2 separate regions of the Hordeum vulgare genome follow, and region 1 is linked to region 2. Evidence: chromatin contacts called from public Hi-C data. All regions are on one chromosome and are shown on one strand. The core of a region is the stretch at or near the end of the contact, and the rest is flanking DNA. Distances in the headings are between cores, read along the strand shown. Region 1 holds the start of LOC123425322. Region 2 holds the start of LOC123425320 (oligouridylate-binding protein 1-like).

Region 1 (2,911 bases), core at 73-2,572, 700 kb after region 2:
AAGTGGGCCAGACGGTCACGCGAAGCAGCTACAGAACTTCAACGAAGCCTCGTCTCCTGAACGCACGCGAGCATCAAATAGGAGCCGCAACCAAACTTGTCCTAGATGACTGATTGGGTGCATCCACAGATTTTTAGTGCGTCGTATTTGCTATGTCGGCTATAGATGCTCTTATAGCATCTCCAACCCACGCGGTAAATATGACGCGCGCAGAAGAAGATGCACTTTGCGCGCGGGGGGGGGGGGGGTGTTTGGTGCGCTTGCTGGCAAAACGCGTGCGCTAAATAAAATGGCGCGCGTGCGAAAAAGCGGCACTCCGCGGTAGTTTTCACGCGCGGCGTACAACGCACCGTTTTATAAATCGTGCGCGGGCGCCTACAAACAGCCACCTCCGTCGACTTTTTTCTCGCCTTCGCTGCACCGTCCCCGGAGCAGCCCCGACTTCCGCGGCGTCCGCGCCCGCCCCTCCGGCGTTTTCTATGCGGGGATACACTCCGGAGACATTCGCCTCGGGCTCGGCACTTTTGACACCGTCGAGGTGGCCACTCGCGCGGCGGCTCTCGAGGGCGCGGGCGCAGATGAACTTTCCGACCGTCCGAAAGCACGAGGAGGCGCAGACCTGCGCGCCTCCCCCGGGGTAATCACTGGGGAGGACCGCCGCATCCAGGCGAGGTGGGATCGTCGCATCCAGGCAATGTAGGATTGCCGCCTCCTCATCGCCGAGAAGGACGAGCAGACCATGGAGGCGCAACGCCAGCGCTTCCCACAGGACGTCATCGACGAGTGTGAGTTCTGGGCACGGTAGAGGGCGATGTGAGCCGCGGAGCGGGCAGAAAGACGTGAGCGGAAGGCTGCAGCGCTAGCGCAGTGCGACATGAAGGAGACGTCGACATGGAGCGACAACGATAATTACTGAGATGACGTCTTCCTCATGTCGAACTACACCAGCAAGGAAAGCGATGAAGAGTAGTAGTTTATCTAGTTTTACTTTATCTATATCTAGTTTATCTAGATTTTATCTATCTAGTTTATCTAATTTTTATGTATCTATTTTATCTATGTAATTTATTATTTTCGTTCGGACTTGAACTATGGTAATAAAAGATATGAACTTTCTATTGTTAATTTTATTATTGTGTTTTTATTTTTAAAAAATAAAAATTATGTTTGTACTTGACGCGGACGTTTTGAATTTGTAGCACCTGCTGAAATGGCAACACCACGTTCTATTTTACAGCCCATGCTGAAACGGAAGCGTTGCCGCTCGAAAAAAAAAACATTTCAACGCTGTAACTATTTTTTTTAGCGCGCCCCGCTCCTACTCGCTGGACGGGTTTGCGGGCAGCAAAGGCATCCCCGTATGGCGGCAGCGCACCAGTTCCACGGCCTCCTCCGCCTGCCGCCTCCCCGCCTCCTCCGCCCCGTCTTGGTGCCACCAACTCGCTGCCGCGCGCCCCCTCCCCTCGCCTCCCCGCGTGTTCCACACCCACCACGTCCTCTCACCGAGAAACGCCTCTCCAGCGCTTCCCAAGCCAAAAGTGAGACGGCGGCGGCGTTACTGGGGGAGGAGGAGGAGAATGGAGCGGCGGAGCATGACGCGCGTGAGGCGCGAGAAGGGGCGGAGGGATACGTGGAGAGCGTTGGCGCCGGGGACCCCGCGGGCCCTCCGCCCCATCACCTTGCGGTCCGCGCTGGTCTCGGGGACCCGGTGTTCTTCCTCCTGACCTTCGTCGCCGTCACGGTGAGGCACCGAGTCTTTTGCCATCAAGATTCAGCTTCCATTTGAGTTTTAAAAAGATTAATCCTTCCGTATTGCTGCAATCTTGAGGTCACGGAGTGTCTCTTCTTATTTCCCCCATCTTTTGTTGCCTTCTCCAGACATCCATTGCCTTCACCAGCATGGTAGCGGTGGCGATTCCTACGATGCTCGTAAGTCTGGTTTCTCACAATGCAATTCCGAGTTGATGTTACTATGGAGGTCTCGCTTGGTTGTCTCGAGAAAGGGAATGGAGTTTACAGGTGGGACTTTAGTATACAAAATTAGGCATGGAAGTTGATTTATAATCCCAAACCCGTAGGGAGGATTTGAGAGAAAGTAACACCCCACCTGATTATACATAATTAGGCAGGGGAAATATCAGGTGCTCCCCATGCTCCAATTTCAAAAGGCCAATCTTAAATGTTTCAAAAATTCAAACAAATGTGAATGTTTACAAGGAATGTGACTACAACCCCTAAAAATTTCAGGTCCAAACTCGAAATCCACACCGAGAAACAAAAAAGACAAATTCAGATGAGTGTCAATGTTACTTTTTTTTTCTTTTTTTACACTATTCATGCTAGATTTCACATTTTTGTTTCTCAATGTGCATTTCGGGGTTGGACCTGAATCTTTTAGGGGTTGTAGTCACATTCCTTGTGAACATTCACATTTTCCCCAGAATTTTTGATACATTAAAAATTGATTTTTTGAAATTGGAGCATGGGGAGAAACCCAAGGATGGGGGCACCTGATATTTCCCAGGGCAGCGAGATGTGTGGGATGCGATACTCCGGTTCGCTCTAGCTTCGGTAGACTTTGAGTTGTGGTCATGGGCTTGGGCGAAAACTCTTGCCACACGTAGCGGAGTCTGACGCCGGTGACGGCTGCGGGTGTCGTCCCCTCCTTGGAGGTGCTGTCATGGCCCCGGCCACAACTCCCTTCCTCGTGCACCAGGGGAAACCCTAGATCCGGCTCTTTGGACTAGGTGGCGGCAACGCCGGTGCCATGGTGTCGCCCCCCTCCTTTGAGGCGCTGTCCAGGTTGCTCATGGAATCCCCATGGTGGTGCTGCTCAGGGCGTGGGCTTCCTCGATGATGCTTTCTTCGGGTCCGGCCAGGCCCCGTCGTCAATTCGCTAACTCCTTCTAGG
Region 2 (3,231 bases), core at 534-3,033:
AAAACATTGTGAAAATTGCTTGTAATTAAGTATTTGCCAGACAAAAATAGACGATATCCATGCAAGAGCATCAAAGTGAAACTAGGTACTCCCTCCGATCCAATGTAAGTGTCGCAGTTTTGAACTTAACTTAATTAAACATTAGTTCAAGACTGCAACACTTACATTGGATCGGAGGGAGTATTATAAATCTACAAGTGTGCAAGCAAAAGGAAGTAAAAGTTCAAAATGTGATATGCAATCCAAAGCATGCAAAGAAAAAAATAAAGAAAAAAATCACTAATGGGACTCACACACTGCGGCATGTACTTGTATCAAAACCAGGTGGCAGATTTCCAGTAAGAATTGGCTCTATCTGCAAAAATAAAAATATAAAAATAATGAAGGAAAGAAAAGAAAAATCTATTGATAAGCAAGAACATAAGAAGAAGTCAAATGTGTGCAAGCTATACAGCACAGCACACTATAAGATATCACAAGGAAGTTCCAATATGTTAAGTGTAACATCAAGAATAAAAGAATCTACATGCTTTGAGTTTGCGATGAAAACCTAATCGGTCAGGAAAAAAGGTATGCGTAAATGCAAAATACTGGAAAATGTCATGTAATAACAATGTAAGCATTTTACATCAGGTGCATGACAAGGCAAGCACAAAACTCATTATTTGGGTGAAAGATACTTAAAAAATAACCCACAATGTCAAATCATTTGGGTAAAAAATGATACAACAGAGCGGCAAGGTTAATGCAGCTCCCAGCTAGAATTGGATGAGTAAAATTTAATCAATCAACCAAAAGGTCCAGAATACCATAATTTGAAACATTAGCAGTCTTCCACCTAATCAGCATCACAAGCAAACCACTAACTAAAAATCAAAGTCCTAGTACTATCACTCCAGACCAATAAGTCCTCAATCCCGTTAAGAAACTTAACCAAACAGGCTGAAATCATCCTATTGGTTTTGCAAAGTGAAACAAATGAGAAATCCTAGAACCGGACTCTTACCAATTACTCGCTACTCATTCACTCCAACATAATAATATATAAAAACGTCCATATAACCTGGAGACTGTTCCCTCGCTTAACTGGACATCGAAATCAAACGCTAAGCACCTTAAGATCACTCGCTATGCTCCTTATACCCGAAACGAACAGAGTGAACTTGATCATTCGCGGCCAGTTAGAACACTACTGTCCTAGGTTTCTACTTAGGCAGCGCCGACAGAATCCAGTCCACTCTGACACTGGAGACACGCTGAACAGCGGAATTCCACGAATCCCCTGGCTCAATAAACAATCGCTCCATTTACCAAAAACTGCTTCAGACTAGAAGCACCTCCCAAACCACCAAGACAAAGCGGGTAACAGGGGACAAACCCAAACGCCCGCAGGCTACAGCCGTCCCCGATGTTCGAACACTAGGCTCATCCAAAATCAGCCCTCCGGCGGACCAAACTTCCGCGGGACGCCGCCGTGCGGGCGGGCGCGGTGGGGGAGCGGGTGGGTAGGTGAGCGGTAACGTACGGACCTGTTGCGGCGGCGCGGCGCCGAGGAGGTGGTGGTGGGGCGGCGGCGGCATCGCGTACATGGACTGCAGCGCCGCCGCCTGCTGCATCATCGCCGCCGCCTGGGCCTGGTTCTGCTGCGGCAGCATCGCGCGGCCCCGCTGCCCAGTCGACGGTAGATTGGTGGGGTGGGGGAGGGGATGGAAGGGTCGAGAAGGTCGGGGTGGAAGAGAAAGAGAAAGAGGGATGAATGAAGGGAAAGGGTAGAGCCTGTTTGTTTTGCCTCGTGTCTTGGGTCGGGTCTGTCCCTGAATACGTGGGCCTGGAATCTCGCTCGCTAGTTTTCGGTTTTGGGTCTCCTCCCGGCGACCCACCGGCGACCCCTGTATTATCCAGTGTTAATCCTGCCTAAAAAAAACAGTGTTAACAACGCGGTCCTTTTATATACCCGTCGGTCCTAAAATGTAAGACTTTTTTACACTATGATAGACGTGGCTTTATAAAAAGGAAAAAGCTAACGCTCTACCGGCTGATCGCGCGGAGAGCTCCGCCACCCACACAGCCGTTGAATCGCTTGATCCATGCTTGATCAGGCACGTTCTTTTGCATAGTTTGTTATTTCTCTTGTTGTTTCTGCAACACGGCCACTGTTGCAGAAAGAGAAAGGAATTATTTTTTGCAACGAAGCGATTGTTTCAGAAACTCAAGCGTTGTTTCAGAAATTACTAAGTGCCCAGTCGAAATTCGTGCATAGAAAAAAAACTGCAACAAAGTGATTGTTTCAGAAACTCGAGCGTTGTCTCAGAAATTACGGGTGATCAGCCGAAGCGCGCGCGAAGAAAAACAACCTGCAACAAAGCGATTGTTTCAGAAACTCGAGCGTCGTTTCAGGAATTACTGGATGCTCGGATGAAGCCCCGCGTGCAGATCGGCTGGATGGAGATAATCAAACGGCTGTAAAGGTGACGGATCATTGGAAATAATCCGTCGGTGGACGCGTAGCGTTGCCCTTGGGCAACGCTACGCGTCCACCGACGGATTATTTCCAATCCGATTCACACGTGGGGCTTTGGCCTAATTCCTGAAACAATGCTCGAGTTTCTGAAATAATCGATTTGTTGCAGGTTTTTTTTCTTCGCGCGCGCTTCGGCTGGGTATCCGGTAATTCCTGAAACAATGCTCGAGTTTCTGAAACAATCGCTTTGTTGCAGTTTTTTTTTCTTCGCGCGCGCTTCGGTTGGGCACCCGGTAATTCCTGAAACAACACTCGAGTTTCTGAAATAATCGTTTTGTTACAGTTTTTTCTTCGCGCGCGCTTCGGCTCGGCACCCAGTAATTCCTGAAACAACGCTCGAGTTTTTGAAACAATCGCTTTGTTGCAGTTTTTTTCTTTGCGCATGTTTCGGCGTTTTCTTCGTTTTTGTTTTGCAACGTGTGTATTGTTGCGGAGGAAAATTTTGCGACACATGTAAAGTTACATGAAAAAAACACGCGTCGTACAGAGGAGCCGGCGGATCGCTCGCGTGCGATCCGTCGGCTGAACGTAAACTTTTCCCTTATAAAAAAGGACCGCGTTGGCCAACAAATCTTTCTAAAAGTTTCGCCGCCTCCGTATACATTCAGCGTCATCCTACGGTCCAATCCCGCCCACACCATTGCAATAAAGGTAGTGTTGCAGAACTTTGCAACAAAGCTCGTGTTGCGGAAACATTTGCAACATAGCCC

Evidence for each region. Hi-C and Micro-C count contacts between places; a contact is called where the count stands out from the background.
Region 1: a contact with region 2 is called in a Hi-C map of leaf, with 4 times the contacts expected there. The contact joins the promoter of LOC123425322 here to the promoter of LOC123425320 in region 2. A contact is called at or near these places in 2 of 6 Hi-C or Micro-C datasets (leaf and seedling).

Annotation. Positions count from the first base shown.
Region 1 is chr2H:100,992,747-100,995,657 of MorexV3_pseudomolecules_assembly, forward strand. It overlaps LOC123425322, which reads left to right and starts at 1,323. Exons shown (of 5, transcript XM_045109005.1): 1 at 1,323-1,741; 2 at 1,879-1,929. The coding sequence starts at 1,361.
Region 2 is chr2H:100,294,227-100,297,457 of MorexV3_pseudomolecules_assembly, forward strand. It overlaps LOC123425320 (oligouridylate-binding protein 1-like), which reads right to left and starts at 1,784. Exons shown (of 12, transcript XM_045109003.1): 1 at 1,530-1,784; 2 at 294-355. The coding sequence starts at 1,655.